Linked DNA regions of Mus musculus: all the other regions are linked to region 1. Evidence: chromatin contacts called from public HiChIP or PLAC-seq and promoter capture Hi-C data. All regions are on one chromosome and are shown on one strand. Each heading gives the region's core, a stretch centred on a gene start, on an enhancer-like site or on the middle of the called end of the contact. The rest is flanking DNA. Distances are from core to core; before and after follow the strand shown.

What was found. Promoter capture Hi-C pulls out the DNA fragments that hold promoters and counts their contacts. HiChIP or PLAC-seq counts read pairs in DNA pulled down with a chosen protein or histone mark.
Region 2: a promoter capture Hi-C map of the 3T3-L1 cell line shows a contact between it and region 1, with 8 times the contacts expected there. The contact joins the enhancer-like site here to the promoter of Cyrib in region 1. A contact is called at or near these places in 6 of 39 promoter capture datasets (the 3T3-L1 cell line, cranial neural crest, hippocampal neurons and 3 more) and 1 of 9 other capture datasets (pancreatic islet).
Region 3: a contact with region 1 is called in a promoter capture Hi-C map of pre-B cells. The contact joins the promoter of Ndrg1 here to the promoter of Cyrib in region 1.
Region 4: a promoter capture Hi-C map of pre-B cells shows a contact between it and region 1, with 5 times the contacts expected there. The contact joins the promoter of Tmem71 here to the promoter of Cyrib in region 1. A contact is called at or near these places in 3 of 39 promoter capture datasets (the C10 cell line, cranial neural crest and pre-B cells).
Region 5: an H3K27ac HiChIP or PLAC-seq map of embryonic stem cells shows a contact between it and region 1, with 10 times the contacts expected there. The contact joins the enhancer-like site here to the promoter of Cyrib in region 1. A contact is called at or near these places in 3 of 39 promoter capture datasets (the HPC-7 cell line, cranial neural crest and pre-B cells), 4 of 115 datasets of contacts at active chromatin or transcription factors (embryonic stem cells, pro-B cells and thymic regulatory T cells) and 1 of 9 other capture datasets (liver).
Region 6: a contact with region 1 is called in a promoter capture Hi-C map of pre-B cells, with 5 times the contacts expected there. The contact joins the promoter of Pvt1 here to the promoter of Cyrib in region 1. A contact is called at or near these places in 1 of 39 promoter capture datasets (pre-B cells) and 1 of 484 Hi-C or Micro-C datasets (B cells).

The regions. Positions count from the first base shown.
Region 1 is chr15:64,057,896-64,062,775 of GRCm38.p6, forward strand. Cyrib (CYFIP related Rac1 interactor B) reads right to left here and starts at 2,553. Exons shown (of 13, transcript NM_001360036.1): 1 at 2,300-2,553.
Region 2 is chr15:61,106,891-61,111,770 of GRCm38.p6, forward strand. No RefSeq gene overlaps it. Among named protein-coding and RNA genes, the nearest start is that of Gm38563, 48 kb to the right of the region's middle. Within about 2 kb of position 2,816, at least 45 of the 459 cell types and tissues checked have an H3K27ac peak or open chromatin away from gene starts, as enhancers often do.
Region 3 is chr15:66,966,773-66,971,652 of GRCm38.p6, forward strand. It overlaps Ndrg1 (N-myc downstream regulated gene 1), which reads right to left and starts at 2,869. Exons shown (of 16, transcript NM_008681.2): 1 at 2,732-2,869. Gm2895 (a long non-coding RNA gene) reads left to right here and starts at 2,876. Exons shown (of 3, transcript XR_875396.3): 1 at 2,876-4,334.
Region 4 is chr15:66,558,147-66,563,026 of GRCm38.p6, forward strand. Tmem71 (transmembrane protein 71) reads right to left here and starts at 2,900. Exons shown (of 10, transcript NM_172514.3): 1 at 2,584-2,900; 2 at 1,134-1,216. The coding sequence starts at 1,173.
Region 5 is chr15:61,992,813-61,997,692 of GRCm38.p6, forward strand. No RefSeq gene overlaps it. Among named protein-coding and RNA genes, the nearest start is that of Myc, 9.9 kb to the left of the region's middle. Within about 2 kb of position 2,124, at least 15 of the 459 cell types and tissues checked have an H3K27ac peak or open chromatin away from gene starts, as enhancers often do. A contact at or near this core is called in embryonic stem cells, where this site is marked.
Region 6 is chr15:62,034,721-62,039,600 of GRCm38.p6, forward strand. Pvt1 (Pvt1 oncogene) reads left to right here and starts at 3,266. Exons shown (of 5, transcript NR_132747.1): 1 at 3,266-3,481.

The DNA.
Region 1 (4,880 bases), core at 1,303-3,802:
CACCAAAGCCACAAGAAAGGTGGTTTCTCCAATCAAAGAGATGGCAGAGATGCTGGACATGCAGCCACAATCTCCTGGCATCAGTGTCTCTTAAGAGCCCTTTCTGTGCACCCGTCTCGAGATGTAAGGCCCGCCAGGGACTAGGAGCCATGACTTTACTTCAGGAAGAACCACCAGAGAACAACATCAAGGTCACTTTGATGCCAGATGCTGACCTTGGGATGTAGACAGAATGTATTCACAAAGCACAGAGGGGGAGCCATCACTTTCTCACTCATTCAGAACACAGGTCCATCTTTCCCAGGATAAGCCAGACACAGTTGTCAAGGTGACACAAAGCCATTCAGGATGCAGAGGACCACCAGAACCCCAGGCTAGATTTGCAGCCCTAAGGTCCTGCACCTGCCTCTCCCAGGCTGAGTAACAGGAAGCCCTGGCCTCACACCAAGTCTGGGTGAAATGGAAAGATTCTCTCTTGCCACACAGGTGACTGTGGCCACCATGTGCATTAACAAGAGCTGTGTAGCAGTGTCTCTGAATGGAGGAGCTTGCTTGCCTCGGTAGTAAATGAATGGAAGTGACCAGGGACACAGTGCCACACACCTGTGGTCTCAGAACTTGGGTAGCAGAGGCTGGAACATTCACAAGTTCTGGGCCAGCCTGTGATACATCATAAGGTCCTGTCTCAACACGTCAAGAAATTAACAAAGCAAGAAGCAGTCGCTCTCAGACTTCAGAGACATGCACACAAGGCTTTGGATGTGAAAAGAAAGAGGGGGGAAATGGCTGTTAGACAAAGCAACATTTCCTTAAAATTTCCCAAAGTGCACAAATACCTCCCTCCTCTCTCTCTCTCTCTCTCTCTCTCTCTCTCTCTCTCTCTCTCTCTCTCTCTGTGACACACACACACACACACACTCATAATCTACAGCATACTTATTACAAAGTGCCTCCAGGAAGAAAGCCTAGCCAGGTGACCTGTTCTGCAGGCTCCACCACAGGAGAAAAAGCCACCTCCCCCAGCCTCCTTCCCAGTTACATGGAGCCCAGGGCCTGGGAAATCATTCCAGCTGGCAACCCTGCCAGCCACCTCCACTGTCATCGCAAAAAAAAAAAAAAAAAAAAAAAAGCTTCCTTTTTCTCCACACTGAATACAACCCTCCAAGAATAGGGAGAGTCTCAATCAAAATCAGAGTGGAAGCTTCCTCAGAGGGAGTCCCTATTTCCTCCAGGGATCCGCGGATTTCTGGAGGCTGAAGTAACAAAACATGGCTCTGGTGATGATGGGGTGGAAGTTAAGGGCAAAGAAGGCAAAAATGAGGAAGCCTACGGGCTCACTTCTCAAAATTTACCAGCCACCAATTCATTTCACAACTATCTATAGGAAGCCTCCCTGTGCTCCCGCCCGGCACGTGTCTTAAGGGATGAAGGCATTAAAGGGGAGGTGACATTCCCACCCTGAACCTCAAGGCCAGGAAACCTAGTCCCATTTACTGCAGGCCAGAACTGAGAGCGGCCCATTTTACAGACACAAGGAGCCGAAAGACCCAGAGAATGCAGACAACTTGGCCAAGGTCACAAAGCTTGTGAGTGGTAGGACCAAGAATTAGACAGAGGTGCACAGCCACGTGACTCTCCCTGCTGCGCCACCTTCACACTCAAGCCCTCCCCCACCCCTCCATTTCTAGCGGCAGGGTGGGGATCTGAGACAACCCCCTAGGGCTCTGCTTGCAAAGGAAGTCCGGGTTCCTCTTTCCTCCCACCCCAGACACAAGACCCACATTCAGAGGACACACGGATTCCTTCCAGACCTACTGTGTGTGCACGACCCCCAGAAAGCCCTGTGGGCTCCAAATGCCTCCACCTCTGAACACTAAACTTCCATTTTTCAAAAAAAAAAAAAAAAAAAAAACTGATAATGATGATGATGATGCCGATGATGATGAAAACATAACGGGCAAAGAGGAAGTGCTGTTTAAACGCCGGCGGGGGTCGGAGCAGAAGGAAGTCAGGCTGGTGCGAGTCTATTCGCCCTTTTGGTTCCTCAATTCAGCCTCCTGGCCTGGAACCCCCACCCCCACCCCCAAAATGAAGTTAGCGGAGGGCAGCGCGGAGCCCGGGTCAGGCCCTGCAGCGCTCACCTGGCCTGCAAGAGGGGTGTGCCCGGGGACAACCACTCGGACCCCGCGCCCCAGCCTCCCAGTGCACAGCGCCCCAGGCGCTCGCTCGCTCCCTCCCTGCAGCCCGGTGAACCAGGGCGGCGACGCCGCAGCAGGCTCCCGGCCGGCCCTGCACGTACCTGGCGGCCCGACGGGCGGGCGGGCGAGCTGGCGGCGGGAGCCTGCGGTGCACACACGCCGCTTCCGGGTCGGCGGCTCGCGCGTCCCCGCCGCAGGTTCGCGAGCGGCCCCGCCGCGGCAGCAAGCGACAGCAGCAGCAGCAAACGGCAGCAGCAGCGGCCCGGCCCCGGCGCGGCCAGAAATCGCTATAAAAGGAAGAGGCGGCGAGGAGGAAGAGGAAGCGCTGTTTACCTTCGCAGCCCAGCCCGGCGCCGCACAAAAGGAGGACGCGACGCGCCGCCCCCCGCGCCCGGGCCCCGCCGCAGCACGGGCCCCGCGTCACCGCGCCCGGGACCGCCCCGCACCGCCCCCGCCCCAGCCCGCACAGTGACCTTGGGCGAGTCCCGGGCGCCTAGGCCCGACCCCCAGGGCGCCGGGTCCCCGCGGCCCCTCCCTCACCTGGGACGAGGGGTCGAGATGCGCTCGGCTCGGGCGCCACCTGCCTGGCTGCCCCTGGACCGCGGGAGCCGGGCAGAAAAACACCCATGGGGTCCAGTGGTGCAAGCCCGGGCACCAATAAAGCAGAGGCGATGCGAGGAGGGGGTCTGGGCTACCCACACGGTCACACGGTCGTCCCAGGACTTGTGATTTAGCGAAGGGGAAACTCCCCAAATACCATCTCCTTGTTGGGATTTTTGGTGTGGGGACCCCTGTCCTTCCCTTTGCCTAGGACATCATTAAGGGGCATTTTCCCCCTCTCCTTTACTCCTCTGCCCTCAAGTCCATGTCATCGTTATCTTGATTTTCAACCAGATTTTTCAGGAATATTTAATGTTCCGTGAAATATCTTTTCCCTGACCTCTAACGTGGTATCAAAAGGGTTACATCCACAACTTTTGCCCCTCCTTCTCATTCTTATCACCCCTCCACCTGTGCTAGGGGCTTGGGGGTACAATATTGGGGACTGATTTACCTTGGACTATTTCATCTTTAACAAAGGGGTGTGTCCAGATTTTCCTTAACCTGGGCCAATTCGGGGAACTTGGGGTTGCTGAGGCCTCCAGGACGGTTCTCAGGGAATTTTTTTGATTGCAAAAAAACTTTGTAGTGCTGGGTAGAGCCACTCTGATGATGAAAGCTTGCTTGCACTGGGACAAGCGAGAAAGGGTGTGTGGCCCACTTGGCATAGCAAACCCAAAGGGAAAGCAGAAGTGCTTTCTAGAAGTCTCTGGAGGTTTTTAGGCCAAGGGAAGAATTGCCTGGGAGGCTAAGGGCCTGAGTTCAAGTCCTCCCTGACCATTGCACTTCATGACCCTGGTCCAACATCAGAGCCTGCCAGGGCATCAGAACTCTTGGCTCTGGGGAGCAGATGCCATCTTAACAGTGTAAGAAGTGGTCTGAATATTGAATCAACGGTCAGCTATAAAGTTGAGGGGACAGCAGAAGAGGTTTTAAACCTGGGCACAGCAGAGAGCATGCAAAATGGGAGGGCCTCAGTCTGGAAGTTCAGAGTGAACCAGGTGCCAGAGGCTGTGCCCACCTCACTTAGCTCTCACCACAGTCCATGAAGCAGCCTGCCCAGAGTTACACATGAAGAGGCTGAAGCAGGGACAGATGGCATCAGCCTGAGGTCATGCCTATCACATACCAGAGGAGCCAGGCAAGCACCCAGGTTGTGTCACTTGAAGCCCAAGGACGTGCCCAGTCTGAGCCATGTGAAATGGAACAGACTGTAATGAGTCTATATACAGAACCTAGAAAGGCTATGACCATTGCTGCTGCTCCTATTGGAATAAGTGTTAAAAGACTCAAGGACCTAAGAAGCTGGGGGGACTTCAAACAGCTTAGGGCAATTGGAGTGCAGCCTGAGTGTGGGCAGGAGGCAGGGAAGAGCAGGGGAAGAGGAGGGCATGGTCAGGGGTCTACACTTAGCCTGTGTTCCACTGAGTTCACCACTTGCTAGCTTGAATTCCAACCAGTCATTCCCATGTGTCTCAGATAGGAAAGTCTGTTCCCAGATTCAGAGGCTGAGTCTTGCTTGTTCAATCAGACTCTGGTATGCTTGTCAGATGCAAGCAAATGGAGAGCTGGAAAGAGTGTTTTCAGAGTCTTTGTGGCAAGTCTGTGGTGGCCTGAGAGATCAACCCTGACAATAAATAGTGAACTCCAACATCCTGTAAGGAACACTACCTGCCATTCCCAACGACACAGGCACAGGCACGTCATGTACCCCCTCCCCGGCCCCCCCCACTGTCACTCGTCCATCTGTAAATGGATATGATAATGTCACCTTCCTTCCGGTATAGGAAGGACTGACTACATGAGATGATGAATTTTACATGATTTGCCAACTGTGGTGCCATCTTTTTATCTTAATATTAAAATCTGGATCTCATGGCATCTTTCGAGCAAAAACTTGTATTTCCTTTGTGTGTGTGTTTGCAGGAGCGGATGCTGCCCTGCCTAAAAATCGACAGAAGGTGAAAGTCAGGTGACTCAGGCACTTACTGTTGTCCTGCTGGGTTAGTAGTTTACAATTAAACACATGCTGCATCCCAACATGACCAAAGCAAACTCAGGGAAGGCCTCTTGCCTGTTTGT
Region 2 (4,880 bases), core at 1,566-4,065, 3.0 Mb before region 1:
TACTTTTGTACCTAGATTCTTTTGTTCACCATGTGCACTAGGGATCTGAACTCTAGACTTCAAATTTATCCAGCAAACAATGTACTTCCTGAATCATTTCCTAGATCTTGCTTCCTTTTTTCTGTAATTTTAAATTAATTTAGCATATGTCTATCAGTTGGCTTTCATGTATCAGAACTAGCACTCACTTCTGAATAATTATATGGATCAAGCAAGCTTTATTCATATATTTAGGAAAATATGTATGTGTACATATACATGCATGCAATATATAACAGTTAGTGAAATGGGGGCTATGAATTTGAAAGATAGAAAAGGGGCGTATATGGGAGGGTTGTGAGGGAGGAAAGAGAAAGGGGAAATGATGTAATTATTATTATAATCTCAAAACTAAAATAAATTAATAAAACCCAGCAGAACATCAAACATCTTAAGCAAAAACTGAGAGAGCCAAAGTTATAAAAAGATAAAGCCACACTTGTAGTTTGGGACTTCAACATCTTATCCAAGACAAGTGACAGGACTACTGGACAGAAAGCCAACAGGTATGTAGAGAGAAGTCACCTTACCATGTGAAAGAGCATCAGAAACCAGCCTTCACTGAGCTCGTCCTGAAGGGTGAAAACCCAAATGCTCGCTGAGATCATGTTTAGCCAATCATGTTGAGATTTTATGGGTATCACTTTTTTACATTACTTAAGGAGATACCATCTCATAGCAAATCCCGTGATCCTCTGGCTCGCACAATTATTTCCACCCCATCTTCCTCAATGTTTCTTGGATCTTTGGTGTGAGGGTTATTTTTCAGATGTTTCCACCTGGCCCAGGTGTCATACTATGTTTTGATTGCATGCCCCTTCTCAAATGGTCTTGATCTATTGCAAAGGGAAGATTCCTTGATAAGGGATGAAGTCTGCAGTTATTGAGCTAGACCAGAAGTTTTCAGCCTGTGGGTTGTGGTGCCATTAGGGTTGAGTGATCCTTTCACAGGGGTCACCTAAAATCATTGCAAAACATCAGGGAAGGAAGGTTCTGAGAGGAAAGTGTGAAAGTGTGTTAGGAAAAATTCAGCGAACAAGCACAGCTCCTATAGGTTTAAGGAACACCAAAAGACTTCACAGATTGAAATGCAAAACAAATAAATGAAATATGGTGGAGGTTTTGTCCTTAGCCTGATTTTCCAGATTGCTGCTCTCTGTCTTGGCCTTTGTTTGCCTGCTTGCTCAAAACCATCCCTCTCCATCTGCTTTTCAATCTTTTTGTTTTCAGTGTGTTCAAGGGTCCATCATAGCACAGACTTCTGCATATTGTAGTTCTCTGTTTATGGGGCTCTGTTCTGTGAGTGGGGAATGAAAGTATCTTGAACTGATAAACTGGGAGCAAAGACTTCTTCCTATTTGTAGAAGGGGAGATCACCATTCCACTAGTGAACTAAGTCCTGTCAATAAGCAAATGCTGCTGTGTCAGGGCAAGCTAAGCTTTCTTGTTGGTTGGCTCTGTGCTTGTATGTGTGGCAGTATGTATATTTGGTGTGTGTGTGTGTGTGTGTGTGTGTGTGTGTGTGTGTGTGTGTATGTGTGTGTGTATGTTCTTGTGTGTAAGGGGTGTGTGTTCACACAGGTAGGTATGGAGGCCACAAGACAATCTTTGGTGTCCTTTCTCAAGAGCCACCAACTTTGGTTGAGGCTTAATAAAAAAAGAATACTGCAACAATATATTTGTGTACATATATGTATGAGTATACACACACACACACACACACACACACACACACATATATATATATATATACATGCAAATGACAACATTCAGGAGTCAGTTCTTTTTCCACCATGTTGTTTCTTGGGATTGATCTCAGATATTCACACTTAGTTGTCACACACTGTGGCAACTGTCCTATCTCCATAGCCCAGGATAGCTCTTTCAGTGGCTGGTGCAGGAACCACAGACCACAGATTCTTGGCTAAATGTGCATGTATCTAATCATAGTAACAAATCTGTGATCATCTGGGAACTCCACATCCAGTTCCCTCTTTTGTTCGGCCTCAGGAAACAAGCCCAGAGTGGGGCCTGCATTCCACCATGTAAGTAGGCAGGGTGAGAGCTGCTGGCCTTGTAGATACGCCATTACCCCCACTCCCAACACTAAACCCCTAATTGACATGCTCAACAGCTGTGCAACACTGCTGCCCACATCCATGAAGACTTTAATGACTGTTTTCAGGGTTCCCTGGCCTGTTAATTGTCCTTCTCTTGTTACTCAGCCCTCAATAAGATAGCTGACATTGTTTATGAGTCCTGGTATTCTGGTTCACAAAGAGCCCTAGTCCCAGACTCATAGACTGATTTGCTGGAAGTTGGATAGTGTCTGGCATCTCATGCTACAAAGGAAATCATATTCTCCCAGGAGTACCTCTCTGGCCACCCGCTGCTCACCCTTTCATTCATCCACATGGGTCTGGGCCCCTCCTTGTCTTTCTGAGCTGTTCATAATACTAGCAGCTGCCTCCAGCCAGATAATTTCTCCTTGTTCTGATGCTCTTTTTTCTTCACATTTTCCCCTTTCCTTTAAAAAACAAAACAAAAATACTAAAATTTTTACCTCCCTTCAACATTTTTTTCAGTGTTCCACCAAGAGATTAAATCGCCCTGGGGTGACAGGAGCCACCAGCTGTCGCTGTGTCTGGTTTCCTGTGATTGTCAGTGACTTCATTGAAAACGTATGTGTGATCTTTCAACATGTTTCAAAGTCAGGAAAAGTGAAAGCCTGCCCCTGCAAAAAGCTTTCCTGATGTGTCATGGCATGCACACATAGCCACGATGAAACAGGAGCTCAACACAGGCATTACTGCATGACTCCCTGGCCCCTCTGCTTCCCTCTTTCCTCTTTAGTAGCCAGATTCCAAAGTTTTACTGCACAAAGCAAACAAAACTTCCCACTGTGCCCACAGCAGCTTCTGAGGAAGGCAGAAAGTGGAAGAAGCCTTTCCATACACTCTGGGCCTTACCAAGCTCCATCTGTGCCATCAGGCATTTCTTCCAACTACTATTCTCAGAGTAAGCTTAGCTTGTTCTAAATTCTTGCAAGCAGATACTTGGATATGGTCTGACATAGAGCTGCTTTCCCCAAGCAGCTTACAGTCTAGCAGGGGAGTGAAGCCCACACAAGCAACAAGAATGGCAGAGTGATGGTTATGGTCAGGACTTAAGTCAGGGCCTCTTATTTAGTTTGGTACAAAGAACAGCTTAGTGTGTATCTTTGGAAAGCAACTGATTGTATGATGGCATTTGATTCATGGAGCCTTCTTAAGCCTCCCCATGTCCAGTCCATTTGCTGGGTATTGTAATTAAATGGTCACTCTATTCACTCTATGTTCACCTATTCACTCTGCCCTGCCAGACTGGAAATATCTGTAAATATTTGAGTAAAGTACTTGCTCATCTGTCCCTGACAGAGGATGAACGAAGAGGTATGGACTTAAGGGAAATGGTTCTTAGAACCAGAAGAGCTTTATGGAGTATGGAGGAAAGCTCTGCATAGCTGCTATTGAATGATGAGCATTAAAAATGTAGAAGTCAATCACTGGGGTCTTATGTGTACCTCCAAGAATCAGCTCCTATCATCATGGCTCCTCTGTTGTAGAGCTAGAAGACATAGCCAGATGTTAACAATGATGAAACTGTCCTCTGATGGATGGAATGATCTTCCCTGCCTGTGCTAGAGGCCAATGGTAGAGCTAGTAATTGCGAGTCAGGCTACAAGCGTTCTATTCACTAGGGATCATGGAGTTACAAAACAACAACAAAAAAAGAAAAGGAAGGAAGGAAGGAAGGAAGGAAGGAAGGAAGGAAGGAAGGAAGGAAGGAAGGAAGAATATTCCAGGGGTGAGATCAGGCACTGCAGCAAAGATGTAAGAGCAGAAGTGTAAGAGCTGGGCTTTGAATCTGGAATTTCTTAAATCAATGTAATACCATTGGGCTGAGGTTAAGGGCTGCAGAATAGCTTTTGATGAATTTTCCCTGCTAAGGCTTCATTTTTGGTCATTACTGATATTCTGGAAGGAAGATTGTTTTCAGGAGAGAAAAAAAAAAGCCAAGAAATAAAATTCCATGTAAAACAAAAAAAAAAATCACGAACCATTTTGAAAACTAAAACTCTATAGTCAAAAAAAGGAGAATTACACAGTTTGTATAGAATGTGAGAGAGAAGTGCCCATAGAATAGAAACTTTGTATTGCCTACTGGACCTTAGTGCAGGGCATGGTTCACAGACATCCTCAATGAATATTTATTGACTGACTGGGTGGGGAAATGAATGAAGAATATGAAATAAATTGGATTCAAATCCTAGAGGTGTGCGAGTATTATATTAGTAAAGATTCAAAGCATATTTTTCTTCATGGAAAGATTTTGATAAATGTTTTTTGGATGGAAGGTTGACATGATTATATCTAAATCTAAGAAGAATATTTTTAGTTACAGTGGTCATAATGGATTATGGCAGGGAAAATGCTAACTCTGCAGAAACGACTGTTCAGTGGCCTCTGCAGACAGCAAAACCTGATAGAATACTTGCATCGCTTTTGAGATGTGTGTTTGGGTGTGCATCTATGTTAAGGTGTCTAGAAATGGCTGGAGGTCTTAAATCTATCACCTGTTCAGCAGGAGGGAAAGTTAACTTCAAGATCAGTGTAGTGATGGCACAGATGAGGTGACAAATGGCAGGTGAGAGTACAGATCCTTGGGATATGCTTCACTCTGGGGTCAGAGTCATTAATCCAGGAAGGACAGTGGGAAGAAACAATGGAAAATGTTGCAAAGAATACAATAACAAGGGCAGTGGGACAGTTCAAGCTGGTGAACTCATCAGAGTTGAACAC
Region 3 (4,880 bases), core at 1,619-4,118, 2.9 Mb after region 1:
TGGTTCTCCCACTTATAGTTTCACATAAGCTTTTGGTTTTCTCATCCACCTCAATAGAGATGATACAGCCCAGGCGGCATTCCTGTGGAGGTGGAAGGTAGCAAATGATCCTTTGGATGCTCTGTGGCTCCTGTCCCAGACTCTCTTCCTATCCTATACTCGCTCTGCTATGGCTACACCCCCAGTGCTAGTCATTACGTTGGCTTGCCTCAGAAGGTACAGGACCTTTGAGGCACGCCTTAGATGACTCCTCTGGATCTAGGTCATAAGGGAAGTACTGCAGCTTTGGGACATCAGAAAAACACTGCCTTCTTTCTGTCCCCTGCTGGGGTTAGTTCAAGCCACCAGGGGTCAATGCACCCAGGGACCCCAGCACTGTTGGGCAGGGGGGGGGGGGAGGTAACTAACTGAAAAAAAAACACCAGGTAGAGGGACTGTTACCCTTGTCTCTTTCTCACTGAACTGACTTTGCTTCCACTTCAACACATGATTTAAACACTTTCAAAACAAACAAACAATAAAAAGCAAACATATACTCTGCCTCTCCCTCCTACTGGCCTCACCCAAAACTTGGTAAGAAGGTAAGTTCCTATTCATTCCGTTGCATTCAGGCAAAACTCAAGTTCAGTCCTAACCAAGAGACTTCTGAGAAGGGACTCTGAACGGAGTTCAGACTCTGGCTGACCTCAGCCACAGACCTCTCCATCTCTGATCTCAGTTCTCATCTCTAAAGTAGCAAAAGACAGGAAAGGATGTGTGTGAGTTGGGATTTCCTTTTGAAATAGCCCAGCCAGTAGTTAGCAATTTCTGGTTTGCTTTCACCAAGAGAAAGCTTACGAGGAGAGGAGACTCTACAATGGACCCAGGAACTAAGCGATACCTCCTCCAGCCATAGGATTGTATCAGGTACCTACCGGGGTCAGGGCAGAAAGCAGAGCTGTCCCAATGATTTTTAATAATGTCAGAGCTCTTCCTATGGGTCAAGCTACTGTCCTTGGTATGGCTGAAAAAGTCCTCCTTCCCCAGTACTGGCCACGGAGATACCAAGCACCACCAAGCTAAGAAGGCCCAGGTGGGATTAGCTCCCTGACAGCATCTACTGTAGTCTCACCTCTTGGAGCTTTTCCAGACCTTCCTGTAAAGCCTCCCTCACACCTTTCAGCTCCGACTTGGTACCCTTCTGGCCTGGGGCTGGTTGCGCCACACCCATAAAACAGTGGCCCCTCCCTGCCACTGTCCAGAAGTTGGCAAGTCCCATGAAGATGGTTTTGGGGGGTTTTCCTCTGCACCTAGCTTTCTCTCATTCACTTCACACATGTGAAATAGACAAATTGCTAGGATCTCTAACAGTAAGAAGCAACCTGAAAGATTTGCCTTGAAATCCATAGCTAGCGCCTGTCCGTTCACTTTAGGTGGTGTAGGAGATCACTGAAGGGGGTAAGGGGGGGGGGAACATTGGCTGTCCTGAATTTCCCATCTTCTTCAGGAGTTTCAAGGACTCAAATAAGCTGACCTGCCCAGGAAGTCTGTGAGGGAGAGCTGAAGGCTGTTCTAGGACACGGACCACTGGACTTCCCTCCCCGACCTGTCCTCCCACATTAAAGCCCAAGGGACAGTGCATGGGGATCCGTGATGACTGCCAGCAAAGGCGACAGACAAGGGAAGACGGAAGGTGGCAGAGTAAGGAAGCCATCCACAAATCTTAGCTTCAGCTACTAATTTGACAGAGGCGGTGGTGACAGCATGTTTCCCCAGAGCCTGCAGCATTCCTCACGCCCCTCCCGAATCTACCCTACAGGCTGAATCAGAGACCGCGACCGGTCTCCCGGGAACGGACGAGCGGTTCCAGCTGCTCTCCGGGCTAAAACAGCAGGGAGGACCGCCTGGGAGAAAGAAAGGGAGGTGGGGCGGGGGGAGGCGGAGGCGAAAATGACGACACTCAGAGCTCCAGCCAACTCTGGGGCTGCCAGATGCCCGCGCGACCCTGGAGGCACAAACCACCACTCCCGCGCAGTTACAGAGCCAACCCGGTACTACCTAGAGGGCCGCACCCTTGCCTGGGCTCCTCTCGCCGCCGACACTCGCAGTGGCGCGTGCAGCACGCGCCGGGACACACCCCGGACTCTCCCCCAGCACACACACGTTCTCTCACACGCACAGCTTGGAGAGAGCACTGGGCTCTGGACTGGATGGGAACCTGGACTCAGATCACACTGGTTCGGGACCAGGCTCCAGAGTAGACACACCCTCGCCCCCTTCTCCACACTCCCCGCCAAGTCTGCTCACCCTTACTCATCCCCTGGATACACGCGCTACAGTCGCTCTTTTCCTAGTCACCCCATCACCCATCCACACCCCTTCACACGCGAGAGCACACACAAAGTGTCCCCTTGAGCCCAGTGGACAGAGAAGTCAGCTGTGGCTCAGGGTTGACGCCAGGAAGTGCGACCCAGGTATTCCCAGGCTCTCCGCCCCAACTTCGACCCCTTAATCCCACTTCCCCAATTAGAGAGAAAGCGAGACCCAACACGTCTTTTTGTGCCTTATAGTAATCGAAACCCGCTCCAGTGATGCCAGCTATCCCTCCGGCGCCGGTTCCACCGAAGACCACCAGTTGTGGTCTTCGCAAGGGCCACAAAAGACGGGCGGGGTGTCCAGTAGCACCCCGAAAGCAAGCTTTGCTGGGGGTCCTTGTCTTGCTCCGGAGGAAGAAGGCGTCCGGAGGGCTTACCTAATGAGCAAGCAAGCACGGAAAGGAGCCAACCACAAGGTTGGAGGTGCAGCGCCCCGCGGGAGGTGAAGAGGGAGACGAAGATGGGTGAGCAATCTGCCTGCAACGCGAGAGGGTAGCCTGGCAAGGTTTGTTTATGTCCGTGCGTGCGTAGGGCGATTTTATAGGCGCCGGGGCCCCGCCCCCAGGGCCTCGCCCCTCCCAGACCCTCTGCTCCCAGCGCAGCAGGAGACGGGGACACACCCCTTTCTCCGGCCCGCCTCGTGCTGCACCCTGCCTGGGCTGGGCGGGGCGGGCTGGAGCCGCCGCCTGTTGCGCAAGCCTTTGCAGGGGCGCGACTGGAGAGACTGCCCGGCCCTGCCTGCCGCTCCTCCCTGTGATCCGCTCTCGGGACCGCGGCGTGTGCAGCGAACGTGTGCCCACCGAGTGGTAGCGTGGTGTGCCCGTGCGCGCTCGTGCGCGTGTGCATAAGGACTCCCTTGTGTCTCTCTGCGCGACCGCTTGCCCCCCTATAGCCTTTGAGTTTCCTAAGCCTCTGCCCGCGCCACGCCCTTCTGGGCGGCACCCCCCACTTCCTCCGGGTCTCCACGCAGTCACTCCCGAGCCCCATTTACAGCCTAGACGGCAGACTTTATCTCCAGGCTCCTTTCACATTGCTTAGCTCCCTTTATTCTTGCTGATCTTGGCGCCCCACAACTCCCTTCCTACTCTGAGCTGCTGTTTCCCCGCTGCTCCAGCCCGCTGTGTCAGCTGTAAGCACTCTACGGACTGCAGTTTGTGGTCCCCAGAACGTGCATAGAATTTGCTTTCCAATCATGGATCTTCCTTCTGTCGTGATGTTCTAAAACCTTGGCCTGCTTGCCTGTTACCGGGTTCTCGCCCTGACCTACACCTGAGCCTCTCCAGGGAGCTTTTCTTAAGCAGGTGGATACCCTGGTTACACCCCAGAGCAGCTTAGTTAGAATCTGAGAGTGTGCCCCAACACTGGGGCTTTGAAAAAAAACTCCTCAAAGGGTGCAGCAAGATGGCACACCTGGTAAAGACATGTGGCCTGCAAAACCCTGGGGACCTAAATTCCATGCCCGGAAACCACAAAGTGGAAAGGAAGAACACAGTGCCATACATTTTCCTCAGACCCCTCGCTCCCCATCCCCACTAAATAAATAAACATTGCCCGGATTGGCTCAGATGTGAAACCACGTTGAGAATCTCAGCACCCAGCACCAAGAAAACATCATGTTATAGAGAGATTGAGTCACACCTAAGGCCCAGTCCAGTCATTGTTTCAACGCCACCTGCTCAACCCTTATGACTCAAGTGGCCTTCCCCTCCCCCCTCCTCTAGATAACCTGACCCTCATTCTCTTGGTCTATGGATATCTAGGGAGCCGCTTTAAGAGCCTGCTCTGTGCTAAGGAGCTGGAGAAGAAGGAAGTAAGAAGAAAAAAGGAAAGCTCTTTCTTTGGGGGACATAGCAAAATGGAGCCCCAAGATTTCTGTTTCCCAAGACATCCATACAAGATCGCTAAGCTGAGCTTACCAGATCTATAGTTGTCCTGAGCACCTACTATGTTCAAGAACTTCTGGACCCAAGGACCATGAGAGTGAGTACTGGCATGTTTGCGAGTCATCCTGTTTTTGCTTAACAACACAGACTAAGCAGTCTGTTACCCCATTAATAACCATTTTTCCCAGAATCTCCCCTGTTTTGTCTTCCAACAAACATTTATTGAGTACCTATGGTTTACTGCTTGTCAAAGAGTGTGTCAGAATTGCCAACTTTCCCAACAAATGTAGCCTCAGTATGGACTGGGGGGCGGGAGGGGTACTTTGCCAGGAGAAGCTATTTCCTGTCCCTGTGAGGAAGTCTTTCTTCAGGACAGGGCATATAGAACAGCTCAGATCTGCAGCAGAAGCCCCGAGTATGTTGCTTATGGGATCTGGGTCTGTGTTCAGGAAGCCAGACCTTATAGGTAACCAGAAGCATTGAATTTTCTGCTGCTGGACAAGTTGGACCATTGTAACTCCACCCCTATTTCCAACCCTCAGGAGGCTATAGCAGGAGGATTGCCAAGATCAGCATGGGCTATGTAAGGAAAGAAAACCTTGTCTCCAAACAACAGAAAGGAAACCGGGTCAGGAGGGTAGAA
Region 4 (4,880 bases), core at 1,650-4,149, 2.5 Mb after region 1:
GACCAGTCGCTCAGTGTGGTGGGTATTGTAGCTAACTCTATAATGTGAGAGAATCCAGTCACTGCCAAGGAGTTTTGTGATTGGTTAATGCTTTCTAAGATGTCGCTATTATAGCAAACAGAAGGCATTGTGGGGGGTGAGTATGAAGTGTAGATTTTGTGTGTGCAAGTGTGTGTGCACATTTGTGTGTCTTCCTTTATGGTTCTCCAGCTTGTTTGAGACAAGGTCTCTCACTGAACCTGGATCCCATCAATTCTCCTAGGATGTCTGTCCAGTATCAGGATTACAGGCTCATGACATCATACCCAGTCCTTTATATGGGATGTGTAAATCTGAATTCAGACTCTCATGCTTGCATGGTGAACATTTTACATGACAGTGCCTCTCCCCAGCCTGAGGGTTGATTTTTATTGATTTTAAATAGATGGCTTTTAAAACTATGAAGCCTGTAAAGACTTCATTAAAGAAGATCCAATCCATAGGCATGACAATGGGCTTCACTTGGAGGAAGATCGAAGGGGATTCGTAGTGTAAACTCTATCACACAATTTTATAAAAGGCAACGGCAGTATCAGGACTTCTAACAGCCTGGCTCAGAGAAACTTGATTTCTGTGCTGACAATTACTACTGAAAACAAATAAGGTAATTTAGACTTTCAGCTCAGGCTGTTATTTTATTAGTTAAAAAGAAAAAGAAAAAAAAAGAAGAACAACTGGGTGTGTGAGAGAGGGTTACAAAGAGGGTTGGGAGAGAAAAATAAGAGGAAGGAAGAAACCACTACCGTTTGAACAACGCCCTTATTTTCTGAAAGTTGTGATCAATCTTTCAGCATTTTTGTAGACAGTTTTGCATCTTAATAGTAGCCAATAAATGGCCTCCTTTCACATTTATGCATAGGCATCTAAAAAAATAGTGATTTTTTTTTAATCCTAAAAGAAAAAAAAATGCCACATTTCTTTCAAGGAAAGAAATGAAGTCGAAATCATTGCCAAAGCGCACACACTGGCATTTAAAAAACACAAGCTACTGACAGATGGCTAATGGTCTGAGTATCAGCAAAATCAAAGCAAGGAAATTGCTAAGAGGACTCTAATCGTTCAAAGATAATTGCACAGAGCAGTTTCACATTTACTTGCTACTGGTGTCGACATCAGTGGAGAGTCTCGGTACATCTTGAGAAGGCCGCTTGTTCAAACTTCACAGATTTTTTTTTTTCTGCAAAAGACGTTAAAAAAAAAAGATGGACTATATATTAAAAATAGACAAATGATGCCAAACAGATGGCGTCTACTAATTGCACTAGTCAGATTTGTTTGCTGAAATAGTACAGAGATGTAGGATTGGAGAAGCAGACCAGATTGTGGGACTTCAGTGTGGGGCTGCCTACTTTAAATTCTATTTTTCATTGTCTCATTCCTTAAGTCTGAATATTCTGTAAATAACAACACCATTGTGAGAGAAAAGCAATACTTACAAAGGTTTATTTGTCATCCAGATTAAATAGGTTTTTGTTACTTAATTAAGAAATCTGAAAAAGAGGCTGGTTCTAGTGTCCTTGAAACAAATGTGTATTTAAAGCAGCCAGCAGAACTAGTTTCATTATTGAGTTGCAGTAAGTGCTTGGAGATTGTTGCCATTGACAAGTGGCCATGGAGAAGGTCAAGGCTTTTGTGGTGGCTATCAGTCTGAACATTCCTAAACAGCATAAGCTATACTGAGCTACAAATAGACCACCACAACCCAGATTACAAAGTCACATTCCTGAAAGCTTAGAATTTACTTTTCAATTTCAAAGTAAGCATGCTTCAAAGTGTGCAATTTGTGCAAATATTGATCAGTTACCTCTTATCACATAGTTCTATCTCCATGTAGCTACTGAATTACATAAATTATATAAGTGTATACATATACATATGTTTGTATGTATATAAGTATATATGTATAATACGACCCTAGTAGTTTTATAAGGTGACATGAGAGCCTTTTATGATCTAGTAGTTCTGTCCCTGTTTTTGATAAACATGTCAACTAATAATTGATTGCTATAACATAATACATTAAATCAGTCACATCAACTCTAAGGCTCAAACTAGATTATTTAATAATGTATAGTGAACCTTTCAAGGAATCATATACTCCAGCTTATAAGATTGTCTTAAATAATACAGAACTTTCTAGCATTCTTTGGAAGATTTCTAAATAAAGACACACATTTTTAAAAAAGAAAATCACTGGTTTGAAAAAGATAATATCCATACAAGTGAACATACTAGCATGTTCCTTGTGATTTCAGCATTGAGTAATACAATAAGACTTTGTCCAGTCCAAATGACTATATGTTAGTTTTCCTCAGGCAGTAAGCTTAGTTTTAAGGCAAGGCATTGTGCAGCAGAAAGCAAGGTCTCGCTGTTTGATCTTACAAAAGCGAGGAGCCATGTACAGTGAGCATAATGCCCGCTAGTCAAGAATTAGTAACTGTGAAAACAACTTGCATTCACAGCTCAAGAACTTTTCAAGAAACAGACTCTGTCTACCAGCTCATCAAAGCAATGCATCTGTTCTGAAATATAACTTGCTCATACATATTCCTCCACAGGGAGTCCCCGGGCTCTTCTTCCGACTGATAAATGACAGGAGGGTTACTGAAATACGAAGCTTCCCAGTGGTTGGTAGTGCAGAAAGCTGGACCGAGCCGTTCTTCAACTGAAAAATCCCATCAGAATGTCAACAGGTGCAGAAGTGACTTCCCACAGAGCACCCCGTCTTCCCTTCTGGTTGGAGATGACCATGTCTCTGCCACTTTCACAGGGCAATTTGGTGGTCAGGGGCCTCTGGATCTTTCAGCTGCTTCCAAGAATAGAATAGCTTGTCATTCTTGGGAGTTAGTCTCACGGGCCTTGTTTACTTTCAATATCAGCCTTTCCGAACTAGAGGCAGGGCAGCAGAATGAGGTCATACTTCCTGTCACGATCGCATCAGTGGTGTTCACAGAGTAAATACAGCAGATCTTCTTGACCATCAGAAGGGAACAGGCAACCCAGAGTCAGGTCAACTCCATACATTGTGATCATTGAGGGATGCTTCTCAGAGCTTCTGTGTCACCTCAAACTATATTAACATGAGAAAATTTAAGCCATGTTTCCTGTTTGACATTTTCTGGCTATATTCAGTTATGAGTAGCATACAGTTATTATGCTCTTGGTCCAATTAACCTAAATATATCAAAGATAGCATCAACGCTATCAAGTTCAGGATGCTATAAAAGCTATATATTATCTATAATAATGTGATTTTTATGAGGCTATCCTCTGATACATATGCAACTAGAGACACAGTTCTGGGGGGAGGGCGGGGTTACTGGTTAGTTCATATTGCTGATCCTCCTGTAGGGTTACTGACCCCTTTAGCTCATTGGGTATTTTCTCTAGCTCCTTCTTTAGGGGCCCTCTGTTCCATCCAATAGATGACTGTGAGCATCCACTTCTTCATTTTCCAGGCACTGGCATAGACAGGCTAAGATTAAAATGGTCTTTCACGATAGCTTTGGGACCTCAGACTTGTGGCTTAGCATCTTTGAGCTGCAATTTTCTCAAATTTAAATGTAATAATCTATAGCCCCAAGGTTGGCCTGCAGAATCAAATGAGAAGAAAGAAGAAAGAAATAGCTGGGTACCTGAGGGAATGTGCAAGATGTATTCCTTATTGGATTTTGTGAATTGACTTCTCTTTGGAGAGCTTGATCAGGATGGTGGAGAGTTTGTGTTATTAATTCTTGGGGATTGCTACCGAGATTATTTTTGATGTTAGGAGATATCAGTATTATTTCCTACGCAGAATCCCACATTCTTTCCACCTCCATTGTCTCTCCCTGGGACTCCACTTACTACCTCATTCTGACTGTATTTTATGCTAACATTCCAACTGTCTACTTGGCCTCTATCCAACACATTATGCACATACATATCTCACTATGTAAATTTGATTATGTCATTCCTTAAATTAAAACCTTCATCTTTGCTCCTCTCTCATAATAAGTTCAAAATCACCCCTGCAGCCTATGAGGCAAGTTTTAGCCTCATACTGCACACATTCTATCTTCTAAAGTTTGACCATGTTGATCTTCAGCCTTTCATCTTGTTCAGGTTTGCTTTCACCTTGGAGTCTTTAAACATACTACCGTTGTTTCTACATCTTGTTCCTAAGCAACTCCTTCTACATGACCTCTCCTAGATCAAGTTATGAAGGCCACAGCTCTCTACAATTTTTATTTGGAGTGTGCGTCATAGCTACAGTTAAGGAACCAAGAGACTTTCTATGTTCCATCTCCTGCTTTACTTCAGAGCCTAAGGTCTATCTATTCTTTTCTTGTTATATATCATGGTGTAGTATGAGGTTTAGTACATACTAGGAAATTAAAAATGTATGAGTTGCATGACTACCAGCTACCTCAGTCTGGGCTTTTTGCCACACACACTACAGAATTATATCAGGGCCTGACATTGTTCTTCTGGTCAGAGTCTGGGAAAGCTAATAATCTGGAAAGAGTGGCAGGGATGTCATTCTAATACAGAAATTACTCCACAGTAAAATAAGTATCCAAAACTTAGTTGTTTATAGTGATATGCTTTTATTTCCTCAGGTGGTGACTTTGTAATTGGTCACCATGGCTAAGCTGAGCTTTTTTCCAGAACTCTTTCCACTTCATTTTCTACCCAGCAACCTGTGCAGAATGTGAAATGTGTTAATGGAGCATGAGCCTTGTCTGGTTATGTGAAGGTCCATGTGCTTGCCTAGTTGGACTCTCAGCTTGGCACAACCAAGAGTCAACTGAGACAGAAGTCTTAACTGAAAAATTTCCTAGACCTGGTTGGTCTGTAGA
Region 5 (4,880 bases), core at 874-3,373, 2.1 Mb before region 1:
ACAAAAACTAATCTTTAGGTTATAACATGCTGGAAGATGAGCTTCAAGCCTGTCTATAAATACATCACTGGGTATCTTCAGGGAACAAACTCTTCACTTAAGGTTAGAGACCATCCTGGATCGATTTCAAGAACAGAGGTTTATTTTAAACAATGAAGCCTGGGCTAGAGATGTCGTTCAGTGATAAGACACTTGTCTAGCATGTATAAGGACCCATGCTTGACACCACAGGAATAAATAAAACCAAAAATGAGGTTCCTACTCATTCCCCAAACTTTAGCAATTTTGGTGGTGGTGGTGGTGGTGGTTCGACGTCTTTCCAGAGAAATCCAACAAACTGCCAATTTAGGGAAAACATCTAGCTCTAGCGACTTTGCCAAACTGGTGTGAGTTGACTCAATGACTGAGTGGATTTCCTTTTTGGGTTTTACTTCACTCAATATTGGTCTACACTAAGCTCTTTAGGAAGACAGGGTTGAGAGAGGAACAAGTGTTAATGGGATGTAGATCCTCTGAGGCTGAAAGGAATGTCCTTTGTCTCTAAACAATGCCGAGGGGCTCAGGAACACTCTCTTCCAGTCTTCACCCGACCATCTCATTAAAGGCTAAACTCTCCAGTTCGGGTCTATATGGCTAGGAAAGAGGAGCTTTGGGGAAAGCTCTGTCAGAATATACCTGCTTTCTGCAGGGGGCGGGAGGACCCCCACAAACAACTCAGCTGGAGAACAATTGTTAGATGTGACAATACTGAAGTTTGTACACAGACATGTGAAATTGCTGGCCTGAAGTCACATAAGCACTAACTAACGATAATAGCAATTAATGTTTACTGTGTGCTAAAAGTTTGACATACATTATCTCCTTTTATTCCCAAAGCAACCCCCTATACACACACACACCTCCTTTTTGGTTTTGGTTTTACTTTTTAAATTTTACTATTAAATTTTAAATATGTTTTTTTTTTAAATTTACTGCACTAGAGAGGGAACCTAGAACCTCCTGCATGCAAGGTAAGTGATCAATGGGTGAGTCACATCTCTATAGAGATTGTAGGTTGTTTCACCAAAAGTATTAGGGCATTTCCTACAGAGTGGTGGAAGTTCGAGTCCTGGGAACATGGAATAAGGATGGAATCCAGTAAGTCTTGAGAAAGAAGCTAAAGGAGAAAATGTCAGCAGCAGATGGCAGGGAAGCAAAGAAGAAGGAGAGCTAAAACCAACAAGCTAAAACCAAAAACGCTTGCTATTTGAACTGTGCCTAAGGTAGCAGGAAGTACAGCAAGGATCCACTGGCTTAGTGAGGGAATGCTTCTCTAGGCCTCTCCTATCCACTTCCCCTTCCACCCAGTATCCTCCTACTCCTTCATCTGCTAGAGACAACTGCCCATAGGTAGTTAATTAGCTGTCCCAGCACCCAACTCTCCTGCAGTACTTTGGTTCTGTTTATTTGTTTTGGCAATAGGATCTCATTAGGCAGGCCATACTGGCCTCAAACTCTGGAATTTCTTGCCTCAGCCTCTTAAGTGTTGTGTTGGGATTACCAGTTTGGGACACTTATTCTCCAGCTTTCATGCAGGGCTTTATTCAGGAATTTCCACTGTGTGATTCTAGGATGCAAATACTAGTTCTCATTCCCTGAGGGTTTAATTGTTGTTGTTGTTTCGTTAGTTGGTTGGTTTTGGGTTTTGTTCATTGGGTTGGTTTGGGTTGGTTTTGGTTTTTCAAAACAGGGTTTCTCTGTGTCTGAGAACCATTGTCTTTTCTACCACTGCAAACCCAACCATCTTTTCAAACCACTGGTAAGCCAAGTCCTTTCTGGATTAAGTCTGAAGCCATTCTCCACTCCTATTCGATACACTTACTACCTACCACAAACACGGCAGCCTGGCAGCCTCAATGCCAGTTTTGGGCTTCTCCTTGTATGCTTGGAGACCAGTTGTCTTCATCATCAGATCAACCCCTTGAAGAATGGAAGTTCATTGGTCTTGCTTAATCATGCCTGACAAGAAAGTGCAATTCACTAATTCTGTAAACATCTAAGTGAAGGGCTCTTTGATGGGCTCAATGGTGCATCAGACCTGAGTAAGGGGTGGAGTAGAAGCAAAGTTGTTTCAAGTTGCATAGCGAGAAAGGTCAAGGAAAGAGATGGGGGTTCATCAGGTGAAGGGAAGGATTTTGATTAGACTTGCTTTGCTTGATTTGGTTTTTGAGCTGAAAAGACAGGAAGCCTAATTCATTTCCATGATAGTAGGCTAGACTTGAGAGGGAAAGAACTGCTGACAGAAAAGGAGGGGAATTGTACTGACTGGTTTTGTGTGTGTGTGTGTGTGTGTGTGTGTGTGTGTGTGTGTGTGTGTGTGTGTGTGTGTGAACTTGACACAAGCTGGAGTTATCACAGAGCCTCACTTGGGGAAAAGCCTCCGTGAGATCCAGCTGTAAGGCATTTTCTCAATTAGTGGTGAAGGAGGGCCTATGTGGGTGGTGCCATCCCTGGGCTGGTAGTCTTGAGTTCTCTAAGAGAGCAAGCTGAGCAAGCCAGGGGAAGCAAGCCAGTAAGTAACATCCTTCCAAGACCTCTGCATCAGCTCCTGCTTCCTGACCTGCTTGAGTTCCAGTCCTGACTTCCTTTGGTAATGAACAGCAGTGTGTAAGTGGACAGTGAATAATCCTTTTCTTTCCCAACTTGCTTTTTGGACATGATGTTTTGTGCAGGAATATAAACCCTGACTAAGACAAGAATCAAAGTGTCTAGTCAGGTGAGTTACTGGACCGGTAGGTAGCTTTGTTTTGCTTGCTTGATGTCTGGAGCCCTCTCTTAGCTGGGTATGGCTGAACAAATGAAAAAAGAATATGTTCCCCCTACTTAGGTAAGTATTCTTCCAGGTGGTGATGTCACTGGCCAAGCTGTTCTCCCTTGGCTTCCCACAGCTCTCTTCCTTTACCAGATACCATGTCCATCTTTACACAAATGACTCTAAACCTCTTCTCTCCACAGACACCTTCAATCCACATGAGATAAAGCCTCCACATTTTGTAGCTCTGGCTGACCTGGAACTCACTATGCAGACCAGCCTTGCATTGAACTTTCAGAGATCTGCCTATATCTTTCTTAGGAGTGCTAGGACTAAAGGCATGCACCACATTTAGTCCTGCTAAACTTCTTTTTTTGTTTTTTTGGTTTTTTCGAGACAGGGTTTCTCTGTGTAGCCCTGGCTGTCCTGGAACTCACTCTGTAGACCAGGCTGGCCTCAAACTTAGAAATCCACCTGTCTCTGCCTCCCAAGTGCTGAGATTAAAGATGTGTGGTACTACTGCTTAGACTGACACACAAAATATTGTTGAAGCCAGTGAGATAAAGCTCACCTTCAATCTCAGAGGTAGGCCAGGCAGACTTTTGTGAGTTCTGGGCCAGCCAGAGCTTCATATGAAAAGTAATAATAATGATAATAATAATAATAATTTTAATAAACAAATGGGTGTATGAAAGAGTAAATGTGCACATATTTCTGGCATCTGTTTTAAGATTCTACTTCCTTAGGCTGTCAGTCATTCTCACCCCATTCAACCCTTTGCTCTGCACTGTGATTGACAAATCTTCTCTCCCTCTGGTGACTACCTAATTCATCCCAGACAGCATCAGCCTTGGCAACAACTTCTCTATGCAGGGACTGTAAGTTCCAGACAACAGAAACTCTGTTCCAATTCACAAAATCAACTAGGAAAGGAGAAGAGACAGAGGACAGAGGAAAGGAAGGAAGAAGGGAGAAAAGGAGGGAGGGAGGGAGGGAGGGAGGGAAAATGTCAATTTATGCAACTGTTTCATGATTCATCCAAGGATCCTCTCTGATTCTTTTTTGGTTGTTGTTGTTTTTGTTTTTTCGAGACAGGGTTTCTCTGTATAGCCCTGACTGTCCTGGAACTCACTTTGTAGACCAGGCTGGCCTCGAACTCAGAAACCCACCTGCCTCTGCCTCCCAAGTGCTGGGATTAAAGATGTGTGCCACCACGCCCAGCTAAACCTCTTCCTTCTAGCCAGAAGAACACAGCAGAAAGAACTATGATCAGTCTTCTGGAACCATGTGCTTACCCTTAAACCAGACAATTCACTTGGTTCCCAGGACCACACTCCTCCTGCAAAAGTTGGAACCCTGTGATTCTCAGCTTCTGAGGCAAAGGGAAGACCTATCCAAGATAAAAAACCAACAACAACAAAAAAGTCAATATAAGAAAAGAAAAAAATGTTCTCTAGATACATTCTGGGTAGTGATGGTTCTCACTGTTCAGAGATATAAGAAAAGAGCAGATGCTTAAAACCCTGACTCTTGAGAACAACTTTTGGTAAGAGAGACTCCTTTTTTTAAAATTTTATTTATTTATTTATTTACTTACTTATTATATGTAAGTACACTGTAGCTGTCTTCAGACACTCCAGAAGAGAGTATCAGATCTCATTACAGATGGTTGTGAGCCACCATGTGGTTGCTGGGATTTGAACTCAGGATCTTTGGAAGAACAGTCAGTGCTCTTAACCACTGAGCTATCTTACCAGCCCCCCACCCACCCCCCCAACCCCGTTAAGAGAGATTCGAATGGTCCATCTTAGAGGTATTGAAATTGAGTCTGAAGTGGGAGGCCTAGGGGCTGTTTTGAGCCAACTCAGCCCAGGTGATTTGCAGTGAGGTGGGAATTCCAAGGGCAAACAAGGATCAGCAAAAGCTATACCCCTCTACCACAGATTTGGAGAGAATTCAGATGGGAGGCCTGTTCCAGCCATTGCTCAGTAAGTAAGCAAGAGTCTAGCTACCTCTTCATCTCCCTCCTTCTACCACACCATTAAGTCCCTCCAGGCCATCAGCCTCAATGATTCTTTCTTTTTTTTTT
Region 6 (4,880 bases), core at 2,016-4,515, 2.0 Mb before region 1:
GAAATGAGCCAATGCCGTGGGGAAGAAGACTGTCTGGTCTGTCAATCAAACCGGATAACACACACCACCAGGGTTCAGTCTCCCTTTCTGCATCTTCACTTTTCTGCGACCCTGGAGGGTTATCATGTCATAAAGAGATATTTAAAATGTAGTCATTGTTTTGGCTCCATGTTAGTCTATTTCCCTAGCTGAAAAATAGAATAAAGTAAAGAAGGGATGGAACCCTTGTCTAGCCTGCAGGAAGTCTTGTGTTTAGATGCAGCAAACAGAAGGAAGGGAAGAAAGGAAGAAAAGTAGGAAGGAAGCAACATAGAAAGGGGGAAAAAGAAAGGAAGGAAAAGGAAGGAAGGAAGGAAGGGGGAGGAAGGAAGAAAGAATCACTGAAGTGGTTCAGTAGGTTAAGGGGCTCGTCACCAAGTGTTATGACTGGAGTTCAATTGTAGGGACCAACAGGCTGGAAGGAGAGATCCAACTCTAATCTCTTCTTCCCCTTCTTCTCTCCTCTTCTTCCTCTTCTTCTGGCTCCTCTCCCCTCTTCTCTTCCTCTTCCTCTCTCTTCTCTTCCTCTCTCTTCTCTTCCTCTTCCTCCATTTCTTCCTCCTTTCCCTCTCTCTTCCTCTTCTTCCCCTCTCTTCCTCCTCTCTCCTCCTCTTCTTCCTCCAACTCTTCCTCCTCTTCCTCTCTTCTCCTTCTCTTCTTCCTTCATCTCTTCCTCCTCTCCCTCTCCCTCTCCCCTCCTCCTCCTTCTGGCTTTCTCTGTACAAACTAGTCTGGCTTTGAACCCAGACATCTACCTACCTCTGCTTCCCAAGTTCTGGGATTAAAGGCATGAAGCTTTACAACCTCCATTTTGTAACATAATAAAAATAAGTTTTCTTTAAGAAAAAAGAACAAAGAAACAAAGCTGGTCTTTAATCCCAGCACTTGGGAGGCAGAGACAGGCAGATATCTGAGTTCCAGGTCAGCCTGGTCTACAAAGTGAGTTCCAGGACAGCTAGAGCTACACAGAGAAACCTGTCTCGAAAAACAAAAAACAAAAAACAAAAAACAAAAAACAAAAAACAAAAAAAAAAAAACAAAAGGAAAAGATAAAATTAGAAACATATATTATAATGTTTGTTTTAGATAGTAGTGCTATTAAAAATACTTTCTTCTGTGAAATTTTGCTGGAATATTTTCTTTCTTTCTTTCTTTTTCTTTTTTTTTCTTTCTTTCTTTTCTTTTTTCTTTTTTTCTTTTTTTTTTTTTTTTGACAGGGTTTCTCTGTATAGCCCTGGCTGTCCTGGAACTCATTTTGTAGACCAGGCTGGCCTGGACCTCAGAAATCCACCTGTCTCTGTCTCCCAAGTGCTGGGATTAAAGGTGTGGGCCACCATGCCCGGCACTGGAAAAATTTTTAAACATCCCATAAAAGGAAGCCCCACTCCCCAAAGTAACAACCTGGACAGAAAGCCTTCGAAGAGAATGCTTTAAAAAATGTGGTAAGAATGCTGAAGTGTAGCTCTCCACAACTTATGGCTTCTGGAGGGGGTCGGGTAGGTGGGGAAGGAATCAGTTTTCTTTAAGGAGCTGGCTGGTCCCTAGGAGTGTGGCCATACTCCAGTGGCTCTATGACTTTCCAGTGGTGGTGGTGGTGGTGGTGGTGGTAGGGATGTTCACAAAGGTGGGGAGGACTGACATGGGAGGATCGGGATAAGAGTGCTATTAGAGTGTATTATGTGAAATTCCCAAATGATATTTTTATATTATATCGGGGGAAAATATTAGCCTAAAATTAGCGCAGCAAAATTTAGTCCCAGGGAAGGGCAAACTGGGTCGAGACTAAAGCTGAATGAACCTGGGTGAAGGTCTTCAGCCGTTGGGAGGTCTAGTGTACAGGACTAACTGGAAGGAGCAGGTGGCATCTTCAGGGATTTGTTACTGAAGTTGTCTTTAAAACTGGGCCTCTGAGAGCCTGTGGTTGCTTCTCCCCAAGGTCGCAGCAGGTGGTTTGGGAAATGTCTGACACATCGAAAGCACATACAGACATAGAATTCAGAACCCTCTTCACTCTCTAGCACAAGAAGGAGATAATCTGAAGGAGATAATCGGAAGATCTGTTCGGTCACTCTCAGGGTGGAAACCAACCACACACAGCGCGATTATCCGTGCATATCGCACTGGCACACACGAGTATGGTAAATTTTCTCTTCAACAGAGACATCTTCATGTGGCTAAGAAGTAATGAAAGTGAAGACATTGAAGGGGGAACGTAGAGGGAGGGAGGAGATAAAGACTCTCTGAGAGATTGAAATAAAGTGAGGTATAGTGTGCTGAGAGAAGAGTGGACCCGCGTTACTTTCCGCGATCCTGGTATCACCTAGTTATGCAACCCGCTTTCCACAGGACTCCGGTTTCCCTCTAGGATCTGAGTCTACCTCATCTTTCATTCCCCTTTCTGGTTGTAGCACGTTGCCGCGCTTGACTAAATGGTACTAGAGACGTGCACCTGTTCGGTGCTGGATTGAATACAGCGAAAAGAATATCGTGGTATACGCGTGCCTTTCACACCAGCCTTCGTTCTTTGCAGAGGCTTTTGCACATTTGAGAGGTTAGTGTAATACCCTGTACGGACCAAGAATGGAGGATGCTGCAGACAGGTGGTCCTCTCTCAGCTAGAGTTTGCTTAGTACGTCCTTCTCTCCAGAACCACAGATGATGGATGGTACCCAGGACTGCTCTCAGATGAGAGTTCTGAAATAGAACAGATTCGGGGGGGTCTTCTGTAGGAACTACTGACCTATTTTCTGAGCAGTTTGGTCCTTTTAATTCACTGGAGTCTCCTTCCCTATCCGAAAAGTGGGAAGACTGCTAAGCTTCAAGGTGAAGGGGGATGGGATGTCTACCTTAAAAAGGAATAGTGTGGGGGAGGGGAGGGTGGGGAGGGGAGGTGGGAAAGCTAGTTGACCTCGCCTGGGCATAGCCCCAGGCTGTGTGGGACCTATGTAGGACCTAGGTTTGAGTGCAGCTAGAACCTCCCAGCCCAGGACTGACAGAGTGTGCTCTCTACTAGGGCCATCTGGGCATTAAGCAGCCTCAGTGGCACGCCACCTCCATGCGGTTCTCCTCTCAGGCTTGATGCCCCTTCATTGCCTAGGGCAGCAGGCAGAGGGGCGAGCTGGATCCCTCAGGTCAGAAACCTCCAGACACCAGGAGATCGGGGACACACGCGGCCTGCCCGGTGGCGCGCGCTTCTCCCCCTCCCCCGCGGCCGGGAGCGAGCCGCCGTGACGTCACGGGCCACCCGCCAGCCCCGCGCTCTACCAGGCAGAGCGCGTGTGGCCGCCGAGCACATGGACCCACTGGTCAAGCGGGCTCGGCAAGGCCAGGATGAAGAGAAGCTACGAACTTAGCATTCCCAGAGCCCCCCGAGTGGATATCCGCGTGGAAAGGATGTTGGCAGCCCCGGTGACCTCGGAGTCACGGCTGGATCCACCCTCTTGTAAGTTCCAAGTTTATCCCCTGGAAACTCTGGAGCCCAGGGATGCAGAGTCTGGATAGAGGAAAGTGGCTTTTGCATTCCCACGAGCGCGTGTTAACCTTGCACTTTTCCTCATCACTAGACTCGAGATTGCCAGAGAGTTTGGGTGTGGGTGAGAAGTGTGGGTGCGAGGGAGATTTCCCAGGATGGCCTCTACATAGAGGTAATTCTGGATTTATGCACTTGATCAAGAGCCCATTTCCTCAGGTCTAAAAGAGAGAGACGCCCCCTGCAATCAGCGCAGATTTGGGGCCGCTGATGTGGTTTGGAGGCCTCATTTACGAAACTGGAAGTCTGAGTCTAGTCTAGTGATGCTCCCTCCATCCTTGGCCAGCCCTCCTCCGAGACACCCCCTCGGGGCAGAAAGAAGGTGATCTCCTAAAACTCCCTGTGTCAGGAAACTTTCTGTGCTTTTGTATTGCGTTCCTGTGTTCGTGGAAGGCCCCCACGCCTTCATCCTTGCTAATTCTTTTTGGATAGCTTGTTGCTTTAACTAGATTGGCCCTTTCTTGGCTAGTATTTTCTGCTGTACCTATGAGTGGTGTGGGAGAACTGTGCAGACTTCCAGGAAGCGCAGCCATGAAGCTACATGTGCCTATGTGTAGACACATCATGGATTTTCTTACTAGTTTACTAGTGGGTGATAATCTGTCCTTTTGAGCTCTCCAGAACGTTCTAGAAGCTTAAGGAGAGAAATCACTTAAGAGAGTATAGGGAGAAGTGAGGTTTTTGTTTCCTTTCTGCTCTTGTGTTTTTAAGGGGTTGTTGTCATTTGACCTAGAGAAAGCCAAATGTGTGTGTGTGTGTGTGTGTGTGTGTGTGTGTGTGTGTGTGTGCCTGCCTGCTTGCCTGTCTGTCTGTCTGTTTGTCTGTCTGTGTGTCTGTGTGTTGGGGAGGGCTAAGGATGCAGGTCTCTGTTGAAGTGCATGTGGTAGGATGTTGCAGGCCTGTTTTGCATATGGGCAGTGACAAGTTTGGGCTTGTTCACTTGCACAGTCCTATGGTCATAGCTAGTCCTTCTTAAAGCTCTAGCCAGTGGGAAAGCGTTTGTGTTTCTATCCTTGGAGCTCCAAGTGGGACTTCTTAAAAGATTTAGAAGGAGCAAAGCTGTCAGGAAATCAGAAACGTCACATGGACTCCATGACTGGGAAAAACCTCGTGGTGGCCTGCTCTCAGTGCTTGGATGTGTGCTAGTTACATCTCGGAGGTGAGGATGTGCCTTACGGTTATTTGAACTCAACTAGGTTCATGATGGATCTGGTGAGACATTAAGGCTGGTTTAAGACATTGTGGGCTATTGTGCTGGGACCCCCACCCCACTCTGTTAGGGAGTGACTGTATGGGACTGCCTTGTTGTTTT